Linked DNA regions of Arabidopsis thaliana: all the other regions are linked to region 3. Evidence: chromatin contacts called from public capture Hi-C data. All regions are on one chromosome and are shown on one strand. Each heading gives the region's core, a stretch centred on a gene start, on an enhancer-like site or on the middle of the called end of the contact. The rest is flanking DNA. Distances are from core to core; before and after follow the strand shown. Region 1 holds the start of AT5G27950 (P-loop containing nucleoside triphosphate hydrolases superfamily protein). Region 2 holds the start of AT5G27970 (ARM repeat superfamily protein). Region 3 holds the start of AT5G27889.

Region 1 (3,934 bases), core at 1,075-3,574, 81 kb before region 3:
AAAGCTGAGATCTTGCCTGTAAGGCACATGTCCCTTCTTTCTCCTTAACGCTGCAATCACGTCTCCAAGAGCGGAAAGTGAGAGGTTTATGGCTCTACCTTCATCCATAGTTTGCCCTATAGCTCCTGTTTTCAAGAGCCTCTCACTTCCTCCAAGATCTATCATCCAAAGCTTGCTAACTTCAGTTTTTGACCCCACCGCATCTCCACGACGAAAGATCGTGATCCTTGTTAAACTAGAGATAAACTAATTGAATAAGGCTAACTACCAAACTGAGAAATAACAAATGAACAGTTGGAACCATCAAGAACTTACCAATGAGATCTGCTCGAAGTTTCGTTTACATTTGTCCAAGAAGTTGATCTCACTCGTCTCCCTTTGTTATACCACCATCTAGCCTTTGTAAAATCCATTACTTCCACTTCAGTCAAACCCTCAATTTCAACCGAACCCTTTGAGTCTACTTGAATATTAAGGTTACTGCAGTAAAGTTAAGGCAGTACTTAGAAATTTTTTAATTCTTTTAGAGATAAAACTTTGGTTACTAACCATTTAGCTGAGGCTTCATATGACTTCAAAGACTGTCTTGCAGACAACAAATCTTTCAAGTTACCCATGTAGATTTCCAACATACTCATCCTAAATGTCACGGAATGTGTTTGGTCCATTGAAGCTTCATTGAAAAGCTCTTTAATAGCTCTAGGAGCAAGACCTGGTTGCTCACTTGTGCCATCCTAAACAAGGCATAAAGTAAAACTCTTCCTTATCTTAGAAACAATACCAACTCTCTGAATATCAAGAAGGACTAACCATGGTAAAAGTCTTGCCAGTTCCCGTTTGACCATACGCCAAGACACATACATTGTGACCATCAAGAGCAGATCTAAGAATCGGTTTCACTTCTCCGAAAACTTCTTCTACAGAGTTTTTTTTTTCAACCAGGAGAAGAAGGCCTCATTTACTCACAACTGGAAGGAAACAGAAAGCTAAGAAACCAAAAGAAGTGATATCACTAAAGCCTAACAGTAGACTAACCTTGAGTTGCTGATTGATGAAAAACTTTATCAAACTCAAATTCTTTACTACTTCCAGCAGATCTTATAACAACATTATCTGGTCCAAACGAAACAGGTTCCCTAATCGGTCTCCTTTCCGTTAATAGAAATGGTCTAACTCTACAAAACACACGTATACTTCCTGCAATTTAAGCCAAATCCTTAATCTTAACACAATCAAAACTAAACCCACAAAAGAAGTTTCAAAATGTGATAAGTGATAACAAACCTTTAGTGTCTATAATCTTATTCAGAACTTGCTTTCTCTTTTCATCCAAAGACTTAAGCTTCAACTTCAATTCAAAAACTTCTTCTGTAACAATACCAACCCAAAAATTCATTTTTTAAAACCTATTGATCAAATAACTGAGAAGAAGCAAAATAAAGAGATACCTTCAAGGTTTGATATTGACTTCTCAAGCTGATTACTTTCATGTTCAGGAACAACATTGACATCAGTATAGACCAAAGGAACAACAGATTCAGAGCTAAGTGGAGATTGAGGGATCAAGATCTCTCCTTTTTCAGCTGAAATCAACATTTGACCTGAACGAGATCCAATATCTGACAAAAAAAAAAGTGGAAGTGGGAGTGGAATGGAGACAAAGACAACAAACTCAACGTATCCAATGTAAAGAATGGTAGTTAGGAACAAAGGAAAAAGAACTCTAAACTTATCAATTATTATAATTTATTGCAGAACTTTGAACAAGAAGACAACTTGAGTTGTCATAAAACCTCAGGAGACAGATAATTGATTAATGTAAATTCAAAACAGAGAGAGAAAAGGAAAGTTTTTTTTTATTTGTCAGAAACAAGAAAACCCCTCGGAACAAGAAAATGTTTAATACAAATGAAAAGTGAAAATTGAAGATGAAGCAATCTACAAAAAAAATCAAAACTTTGAAGAATCTCAATCATTAACCAGAGAAACAGAACCAGATTCGTTCTTATGGGTTTAAAGCTATAAACTATTGAAAACCCAAGTGTTGATTTTGACAAAAGGGTATGGATTAGAAGGTTTTTGTCAAATGATTGAACAATTCTGTGTCTGGTGATGGAATAATGATGGTTCTTGATTTCACAAATGGTTCTTGTTTCTTCTGTCTCTTTCACTCTGTTTCATCTTCCAACACGATAGTGGATTAGTACGACGACTTTTTGAGCATTTCAGGATCAAAAACAATCTAAAAGAAAGAAAAAAAAATGATTGAAGAGAGAATCAGGTTCATGGTAGGTCCATTCAAAGGCATAGAAAAAGTTTGTTCCTTTTATTTTTCTTCATTAGAGCATGTATATTAGGCCTGGGACTAAAATCCGTTATCCGCGGGTATTCAAATCCGGATCCGTGATCTGATCCGGAAAACCGAATAACCGGGTGCGACGGATCCGGATACGGATAAAGCATTTACGAATCCGGCGGATCCGGATACGGATCCGGATTATGAAAAAAATCAGAGCCGAATATCCGCATCCGTTCAATATGTCTACATATTTGTATTATGGGCTTAAATTATATTTGTATCCTGGGCTTAATCAAATACACATTATCAATGTTAAGCCCAATAGTCCAATATTAGCCCACTACGACAAAATGATGGAATTTGAGTTTGTTTGGGACTTAACTATTAGGGTTTCATAACATATTTTTTCTGCCGCCGTGAATGTTTTCTCCATCACCATTTCCTTCACTATCTCCATCTCATCTCCATCTAATCTCCATCACCGTCTCCCCACCATATTCATCTCGGTTCCACCGTCGTAAATTTATGGACGGAAGTTTACTTACGGGAATGATGATACATGGGATTCAAAGTGTCGACGGCGGAGATGAATGAGGAGGAGCAGATTGGACACCGTTAAAGATGAGATCTTGGTGGTATGTGCCTTGCAAAGTCTGATGTCGGGCACACGTCGATCTCTTTTGGTGGTGAATTCAATCTGGTTGGTGAAATAGGAAATTGAATTTGTTCCCAAAAATAAACGGATCCCGAATATTAAAAATTAATATTCAAACTTGTTTATTGTTGGAGATTTTGTATTATACTTGTATGATTTTTGGGTTTATGATACTCAAATAAAATCACAGCTCAAAACGATAGATCTTTGCAAATGGGCCAAAAGATACAGAAGCCCAATGCGATTCGGTCTTCACCAAAGCTCATCTCCATACAACGGCTACCTGCAACAAGCGACAAATACAGAAGATCAGCAGAGCAATCTGTATCATCAGATACGGAAGTGACGACAAGGAACCGTTACGACGCTCTCAGATTGTGTGATGATAGCTATGCCACGTGATTATCAATAGACAGCTAAGCAAATCAAGGATACATTAGGTTAAGAAATAGAAACTATAAAACCAATGTATCGTTGTAATCACAAAATAGGCTGAATGAAATAAAATCAAAAGAAAGATTTTTCCATCTAAGCTTCATATCTTCATGGTATCATAGCCATGGACAAATCCATGGAAGTTTACTCATGTCCTCCACTAAACATCTCAAATTGCGTTACTGTAACTCTTATAGATCGCAACTACTTACTGTGGAAATCACAGTTTGAATCGTTTCTCTCTGGTCAAGGTCTTTTTGGTTTTGTCACCGGTAGCATCTCTGTTCTAGCAAGCACCATTCCGGTTCCTCACATTGAAGGTCACACAAATACAGTTGCAAATCCAGACTACGAAGCTTGGCACCGTTCAGATCAAGTTGTCAAGGCGTGGCTTCTGGGTTCGCTTTCTGAAGACATTCTCAGTGTGGTTGTTGGATCTAAAACATCTCAAGAGGTATGGCTAAATCTTGTTGGTCATTTCAATCGAATCTCTGCATCTCGTGTCTTTGAGCTTCAGCGCCGTCTCCATGGTTTGTCAAAAGAAG
Region 2 (4,271 bases), core at 1,429-3,928, 100 kb before region 3:
CCTCGAGCTGAGCAGTAACAAAATCTTATAAGTAAGCGCATTCGATATACTTTAATGCTAATCCAAATTATATTTTAGATCACATGGACGCATACAATACAAAAGGTAATGAGGCATGATTTTACCTCTGAACTGGTCCGAAGCGATGTCATCAGAAGGGAACAGATTTGGTGACGCAAAACCTGATGAATAAATAGGCAAACTTTTACAGTTAGGTCATCACGCTAATGGAAGGATGAAAAACAAGTGCCCACCAGGAAATATCCTAGCATTACCTGTTCGTAGGGAAGTAGTATCTTAAAAACTGATATATAGTTCGACAAAACAAACCTGCCAAGTAAATTGAGAACTCGTGCATTTTAAACATGATTTTTCAACTTTCACTTCAACATATGCAACTAGAGTTTAAAAAGCCTTGCCAACTCACTCAATTAGTTCGAGGGAAAACGTCCTTGGAAGAGAAGTAACATGCAACCAAGCTGCCTGTAAAGCATGAATATAACAATTAATTCGGTGATATCCCTTTAACGATACTTAGCTGGAGAAAAGATACAGCACCAAAATCAATATAGTGTAACACATACAGATCCACCTGCAGCTGAGGCTGTCAGGTCCTCAAGCAACCGCAGACCAAGTTTACCGGTTTCACTCAGGGTGTCTCTTATTGTCAATCGACCACCGATAACATCCTTCTCCAAGGGCCTGCTTTCATAATTCTATTAGTCTATCAAATAAATAATACCAAATGCCAAGGTTCCAATTGACTAAAGCGTAAGTTCAAAAAGGAGAGCCTATGTCTTTCACTTCATCAGGAAAAGCTCAAATCAACCGGCATGTAATCATTTCATCCCCCAGTGTGTATAAAAATAACCATAATTCCACAAAGCTCTAATACTATATTTACCCAGTAAAGACAGTACAAAGTTTAAGATAAAAGAGTACAACAGACAGAATTGATCAGGACTGACGTACCCTGAATTATTGATATTCTGACTCAAATCTCCAGTAACTGATCCAGTCCTTGCTGTTTGACTGCTCGAACCAAATTTAGGCATAGGAAGGGACTCAGCCGAAACCACTTGATCAAAAATCAATGCAACTGCTTGCCTGAAGGTAGCTGCAGCAGTACTAGGAGACCAAAAAAAACAAAACCATAAATTTTATTTTTGACAAAGTAAAACAAAAAAGTAAAAGAAAATAATAATATAGGAGAAATGAGGTAAGGTTTTTATAAAAGCAACGTACTTGTAAACACTAGGAGGACGGTTATTATCAAGAAGCGTGAGACAGATGCTTAGTCCTAGGACCATATTATCCTGGAATTAAGAAAGAAGCTAAAGTTATCAAAGCAACAAGCAAGCAGATCAATGGAGAACTAATGATTTTACATTAGTACAGGACAGTTTGGTTTAGTGGTCTTATTTGATGGGTCACTCCAAAAAAAAAAAAAAATTCCTGACATCTGCATTCTATTGTTATATGCATAAAACTATTTTAAGTTTTGTTTACGTTAAAGACCAGGATCAGGATTGATGTTTTGTTAAATTTCCAACTTCGACTACCAGCAGTTTTGTGTTAGACTTCCATTCTTACTAGATCAAGCTTGGTGTATTCACCTCTGTTTCTGGATGTAGTCGAGACTGAAATATTATTAGAATAGTTTGTAGAGTCTTTAGTTGAATATTTTCTTCTGCCATTTCTGAATGCTGCAAGTAAGGAAACACGGCGTCAGATAGCTGTTTTGCCTTAACTCAAATAAAAAAGAAGAAGACGAAGGATAGCTTTATATTACTATCTAATATAATGCAGAGAGGTACAGAAACCCCAACTTACATCTTTCAATGTATAAAGTATCTCCTTTAGAGATGATGGTTCAACTGCATCATGAGATATAAGCTTCTGCAAGCAGGAAAGTCCTATAACACTAAGCTTTGTATTCCTGACTCCACACGCCATCAGAAATATCCGAAGAATGTCTTCATTGCTTGAAAGATCACTGGCACTCGATGACGACCGAAGCTGAAAAAGCAAGAATGACTCCACATTTAACAATTCAATTCACCAGAAACATTCCAACAAAGATTCCAACAATGTAAATGCTATCCATTCTCCAAGCTCACTGAGTTCAACAATTCAATTTTAGAGTCTAAAGTGGAAAATTATAATGCGAATTAACTAAAACAAACACCAATTTGAATCTCAATGATTACAGTGAATTCAAGCTCGAACAACACACTTGTACATTACTGTGGAGAAATCCTAACCTTTAGGATTGCGTGCTCGGCTCCGTCTTTCACGGCGGGATACCTCCGCCGCGCTTCGGCGGAGAGAGCGCGAAGATCCGCCTCTAAAGCCGCCACCAAAGCCATTTTCGTTACTTGAACCTCTCGAGATTTTCTGGGAGAGAGCAACTCCGATATTAGGGATTTCAAGCTACTTAGATGCTACCGGGAAGATAACTAAATGGAGGAGTTTGGGCATTTGAGATCGGACAAAAAGCTCCGATCGTGACGAACTGAGAAGAAAGCAAGAAATTGAAATCGAAGGTAAGAACTTTCCGATGGCGAAAAAGAAGAGAAGGACTCAGATTTCGAGCTGTGTGTATCTTAGCAGGCGTATCTCACGTGCCTCAAATCTGATATTAATTTTGGGTATTCTTTGGTATAGTTTGGTTCGAGATTTGTGGGTTACGTATTATTGGATTTTATAAATTAGGCACCAAATAAAACTGAATTTTATTTTGGCTCCGTTTCAGTTTAGAATTTTGGATAAAATGACTAAATTTTGCGTTTGCCAATTGTCTTTAAGAATTTGTTGACTTCATAAAAGTCTAACTGTTAACAATGGTTGAGGTGGAAGATAACCGTAAATGTTTGTAGCTAATTCTTTAAACAATGGTTGAGGTGGAAGATAAAGATATTTGGTTGTGGTTTGTACAACTTCTGAAAAAAAGGATTTGAATCTTCAAGATGAGGAAAACATTACAATCATTTCACACAAACAAAAATATGATTCTACTATGGAATCATTATGTAAATATCTAGCTAGATATATGTTATATTTTTTGTTATCATGTGAAAGTCTAGAATAAAAAAAAACAACTTTCTTACATAAAATATTGTTAGTCTCTAAGCTTTTCGATAGATGTGTAGAACAAGAGGGGTCGTGGTACAATATGTTCACCACTCTTCTTCAGCTTTTTACTAATGAAAGTCGTTTTTTACGTAATCCAAATTTATGAAGTCAGCGAACATTTAGAGATTTAATTAACAAACACAAAAATTGGGAAATAATTATACGAAATTGCAAAAGGCGAGGAATTAGTTGGTCTTTTCTTTTGGATTGGGGCTGGATTTCTTTATTAAAAACCTAATTATTTTATAGACTTTTAATATGTTTCAATGATATAAATATATTAAGAAGATTTATTACTTTTTGATGAAATTTTGATTAGTTCAGTTCGATTGAATAAAATCCGGATTCGAATCAAGTTTTTATTTGGTTCGGATAACTCATTAAAGAAACTAGGAGAGAACCCGTGAAGTAGAATTTTTTATTTTATTTTTTGTTACAACCAACATATCTTATATAATAAAATAAGTTTTTCACAAAACATATGTTCTAAAGTTGTGACATATGTCATCTCTTTATTTGACATGTGTTATTTCTCTCCCATTTTATTGGTTCCAAATTTAAAATACACTATGAACGTTTAAAATTAAATATATTTATTTATAATGAACCAAAAAAGAATAATCTAGATACAGAAATATTTTGGGAGATTGACAAACATAGCACGAAAAAAGTCGTCGGATAACTTCCACCGCTAGTCGCAGCGGCCAATAGGGCGGATGAGCCGTGAGACACTCGTCTATGAAACCTCCGTCCTCGAATCAGAGCGAACGATATCATAGCTTCTCAAACCGCCATGAAAGAGCCATAGATGCGTCACATGACGAATAACACACATCACCGTTGTTGGAGAAGGAAGCTTGCTCCCCCTTGATTCACCGTTGAAGTCGTAAACCTCAAGTGAAGATTAAAAAGAAATAAAAAAAAAGAAGAAAAAAAAACTAGATTTAGAAAGTTGCCCGAGAGAGAGAAAAAAAGTGAAGTATTTTTTGTTTATGGAATTTGTCCCCAAAAAACATGTATGTAATGGAATTTGTCCCAAAAAAAAACATGTATGTAATGGAATTTGTCCCAAAAAAAATGTATATAATGGAATACTTCAAATCACGTATAATTTTGTAAATTCGATAACATTCATT
Region 3 (4,284 bases), core at 1,560-4,059:
AAGGTGATCTCGTTCTCTGCAAGGTGTTTGAAAATACCACCGAGATAAATGCTCGCAAGTTAGGCGCTCACTGGGAAGGCCCTTATCTAATCTCCAAAGTCGTCAAATCAGGCGTCTATCAATTGTTAACCATGGACGGTACTTCAATTCCTTGCTCTTGGAACTCGTCCAACCGTAAACGCTACTACTATTGTACCGCTCCGCATCACTACCGCGGCACACTATCACCACCATCTGCATCATTCCGCATTCCAAAATAAAAATTCTGTAACAACCTTTACCGTATCGAACTACGGATTGCTTGATCCCTTCTAAAGGGTACGTAGGCAACCCTTCGCGGGCACATCTATAACAAAAAAAAATGCCGAACAAAGTTTACGATACCGAAAGAGATAAAACAAATAGCATAAAAGCGACCCCCATCCTCATGCCACTTTGGAAGGTCACAACGACCTAAGTACCACCAATCCTTGCTTCGCCCTCAGCTGTCGTCATCGATGCCTCGTCCTCAAACTCTGGAAAGGCCACGAGGTCATCATCAAGAAGATCGGTAATCTCAAGAGCATCGACCACTTCGCGCCAATTGTTTTTGTCAACCTTAAGCTCGCACATAGTCTCCCTTAGGATTGCGGTACCGTTTTTGATCAATTTCTTCAAGAGTTTCCGAGAACCTACGGCTTGGCATTGCATGAAAAGAGATTCGTCTGCAACACGTTTGTCAAGCATATGCTTCTTTAGCCGATCGATCCTGGCTTTATAAATAGCAACATCATCTTTAAAGCGGCTCCATTCGGAACGAGCAGTACGAAGAGCATCGTCAAGGGAACTTCTCAACCTTGATTGCTCAGCTCGACTAAAATTATCCGACTTTTTGAGACTTTCCAAGAGCTCTGTGAGTTCAAGTTACACAAACGAGTTGCTGCAATAAATTCCGCGGTCTTTCGTTTTTCTGAACGGCCACCGTTTCCTCCCTCACCTCTCTCGCCTGTTCCTCGAGAAAATTGTATAATGCATTTCCGGTGGTAATCGACTGATAACAGATAAAAAAGAGAACAAAAAGTTATCATAACAGAACACGATAAACGCGACAAAGCGAGAAACATAGGATAAACATACCTGAACCTCCTTACAAGCCCAAATTTGGTAGAGATTTTTTGCTATAGGGGATTCAACGGGAGGGAACTCACGAGACGACCCGATAACTTTTCTAGCAAACTCGCCGCAATAACTTCTGCTGTCTGGAAATGGATAACCTTTTCTATCATAATTGAAAGAAAAGGAGTGATCGACCTCCCGAATATCTTGAGTAGAGCCTCCGCGAGGAAACGTCAACACTCGATGGCTCACGGAAAATAGCTCTATCTTTACTAACAGAACCCGAAGCTTTCTTCCCGGCACGAACGTTCTAAAGCTGCCTCGCCCTATCCTCACTAACAGAACCTGAAGCTTTCTTCCTAGCTTGAGCATCTGAAAGTCGCGTCATCCTATCCTCGCTAGCAGCCCGGCGGTTAGTCTCGATCACACCACTCTCTGAAACCTTTGTCACCACCTGTTGTTGTTCGGTTACAACGGCGGATACATTGACATCCGTCTCTACCGAACTATCTTCTCCGAACGTATCGACGTAAATCGGAATCTGGCGACTAGCTTTTCCCATCTCTGAACTTGACGGCGAATCTGCAATTCAGTCTCCATAAAAAAACGTATCAAGACAATCGGACTAACGAACAAGATTTTCAATGAACTTACAAAATCAAATGAGTCGATAACGTCTGGCCAATGCAAACGATCTCTCGTCCTAACAGCAGCAAGGCTCGCTGATATCCCTCCAAATGCTCCTCTAGGTCGAAAATCATGCGCTGCGAACAAACAAAAATGCGGTAAGAAAGTAGCATTCACAACAGTCCCATGAGCATAACTAAAAAGATCTAACGTGAAACATATTCCACTCGGAAATAAAAAAAACGTCACGATCCGAAACATAAATCTCGGATAACTCCACGAAAATGTAGTAGTGCCGCCAATCCTGAACTTTACTCTTCATCCCTTTAACGACCTTATGGTAAGGTCTGGCATTCACTCGACATAATCCCGGATTATCTTTTGGAACAGCAAAGGTCGTAGCCTCTTCGAAAATGTCCGCATCGATCTCAACTCCACAGTCGGCTCCCAACATCATCAAGCCAACTGCATAGCGAACTGCAGCAAGAGCGAGTTAGAGAAAACGCAATCTTCCATCGAAGACAATATCGCACGAGAAAATCGGGGAGAAGAAAGCGAAGCCCAACATCTGTAAAATAATCTTCATACATACAGAAGAATCCCTGAGGAGGTCTCCAAGGACGTTGATGCGGTTTTGGTACCACTACTGTCAAACCTTTGGGAAAAATGGATTGGTCAATCAAGTTAGTCAATCTCTTTCTATTGCGTAACGTTGGTCCGTCATCCCGCGGATCAGGAACGATCATGGACTCATCACCAATAGGAGCCCATCTTAGAGAACGAAGTCCCGCGACAATAGATCTATGTTGAGCGTTAACGACGATGTCATCTTCATCAACCTCTCTAGACTCCATTTCTCTACGGTAATCTTCAAGCTGACTCATAGTCTTTACGATACCATGACTTATAACCGCATGATTTACATTTAAAAAAGCCTCAATGTCTCCCAAATTCCCATCATCAACTTCGCCAGAAAACCAGCTAAATCACGCCCTTCAAAATCTTCAATCGACAAACCGTCATTTATCACGTGATAAGCATCTTGGTTAGTTCCATAACCATTCAAATCAAACCAACTACGGTCCATCGTCCCAAACCAGACCGGTTGTCCTACCAAACCGAACCGCAAATCTCTTCCTCTCACCGAACCGGTTTCCTTCTTCTTTGGCTGAACCGGTAGGTTTCTTCCTCTTCTCACCAAACCGGTTCCTTCTTCTCACTTCTCACCGAACCAAGCTTCCTCCTCCTCCTCTTAACCAGGCTTACTCCTCCTCTTATCACCGAACCAAGAGAGTCCAAATAGATTGTCAAATTTTGCCGCCAATTCAAGTTCCCCCTTCTCGCCGAACCGAACCAGCTCTTTCTCCTCTTCTCACCGAACTAGCCGATACAAGCTCCCCGATCGAACCGCAAACTTCTCCTTCTCGCCAAACCAAGACCTTAGGCCCGAACTAAAGATCACCAAGCAAGCTCCTCACCGATTCAAGCTTCTCCCTCTCGCCGAACCGATCCGCACGCTTCTTCTCCTCGCTGAACAAGGATTTCACCGAACCAAGCCGCTGTAAACCGAACGAAGCTCCTCCTCTTCAAACCGAACGGCAATTGAACCTCCAAATCAAAGTCTCCATCTCAACGAACCAGCCGCTGCAAACCAACGCTTTGCCAAACCAGCCTCATCAAATCAATGTCTCAACAAATCACACCAAATCCGAAATTCAAGCTGAACCACAGTTTGAATCAAGCTTCGCCGAACTAAGGAGGAAACGAACCACAACCAATCGCAAGAAGGAAAGAAAGAGATAAAGAAGAGAGAAAAAGATGATTTACCTTTTGGTGAAATGGTGAGAAGTGAAAAGGATGAGATATATATAGTGAAGAAATTATCTACAGTAAAAATTCTTGGGATATTGTCCACCGAAAAAAATTATGCACTCTGGAGAAAGCGTATCCACGACATAAATCATCAGAGTTCCGTGCTCCTAGAAAAACGTGCACAAGGCATAAAATTCAAAAAAATATATTTACGGCGTAATCTCTGTTTAAGACCAAATCGACATATTCCGACTCAAGAAACACGCTCACCAGACTCAACAAAATTCTCGTCTGATGAACTAGGGGGGGCTTATTGTTGGACATGGGCTTCACCCTCTCCATATTATTTGGCCCAAACTAATATTTAAGAGTTTAATGAGCAATTTCTCCACCAAATCAGTCCACTAAACCTGAAGGGCAAAACGGTAATTTGCCGAAGAAAGTCAGAAAGCTTGTCCTATAAATAAAGCACTATTTCCGAAATAGTGGCACACAAGATGATACTCAGAGAATCAGAGTTATATTTGGACTAAAACGCATTGTCATTCAGTTCGTTTTTGTTCTCGGTTTGTTATTGTTCTCAGTTCGTTTTGTTCTCGGTTTGTTTTTGTTCTCGGTTCGTTTCAGTTGACGGTTCGTTTTGTTCTCAATTCGAGTCATGTTACGTTGCCGATCGATAGAAATTACTTGTAACTATTCGATCGGTCTGTTGTTTACCGTTCTCGTTCGTCAGCTAAGAAAAGATATTTC

Evidence for each region. Capture Hi-C pulls out chosen DNA fragments and counts their contacts.
Region 1: a contact with region 3 is called in a capture Hi-C map of root, with 2.5 times the contacts expected there. The contact joins the promoter of AT5G27950 here to the promoter of AT5G27889 in region 3. A contact is called at or near these places in 4 of 26 Hi-C or Micro-C datasets (callus, root and seed embryo) and 2 of 3 other capture datasets (root and shoot).
Region 2: a capture Hi-C map of shoot shows a contact between it and region 3, with 2.1 times the contacts expected there. The contact joins the promoter of AT5G27970 here to the promoter of AT5G27889 in region 3. A contact is called at or near these places in 2 of 26 Hi-C or Micro-C datasets (root and seed embryo) and 2 of 3 other capture datasets (root and shoot).

What each region holds. Positions count from the first base shown.
Region 1 is chr5:9,982,436-9,986,369 of TAIR10.1, reverse strand. AT5G27950 (P-loop containing nucleoside triphosphate hydrolases superfamily protein) reads right to left here and starts at 2,324. Exons shown (of 10, transcript NM_122678.3): 1 at 1,449-2,324; 2 at 1,285-1,368; 3 at 1,036-1,197; 4 at 811-917; 5 at 550-734; 6 at 316-480; 7 at 17-235. The coding sequence starts at 1,596. It also overlaps the pseudogene AT5G27947.
Region 2 is chr5:10,002,818-10,007,088 of TAIR10.1, reverse strand. AT5G27970 (ARM repeat superfamily protein) reads right to left here and starts at 2,678. Exons shown (of 44, transcript NM_001344049.1): 1 at 2,265-2,678; 2 at 1,834-2,019; 3 at 1,617-1,706; 4 at 1,246-1,316; 5 at 973-1,128; 6 at 585-702; 7 at 428-483; 8 at 276-330; 9 at 126-182; 10 at 1-7. The coding sequence starts at 2,369.
Region 3 is chr5:9,901,962-9,906,245 of TAIR10.1, reverse strand. AT5G27889 reads right to left here and starts at 2,809. Exons shown (of 1, transcript NM_001125816.1): 1 at 2,648-2,809. The coding sequence starts at 2,809. The coding sequence ends at 2,648. It overlaps AT5G27890, which reads right to left and starts at 2,606. Exons shown (of 6, transcript NM_122671.7): 1 at 2,315-2,606; 2 at 2,038-2,199; 3 at 1,788-1,859; 4 at 1,441-1,677; 5 at 1,117-1,238; 6 at 325-1,030. The coding sequence starts at 2,606. The coding sequence ends at 899. It also overlaps the pseudogene AT5G27895.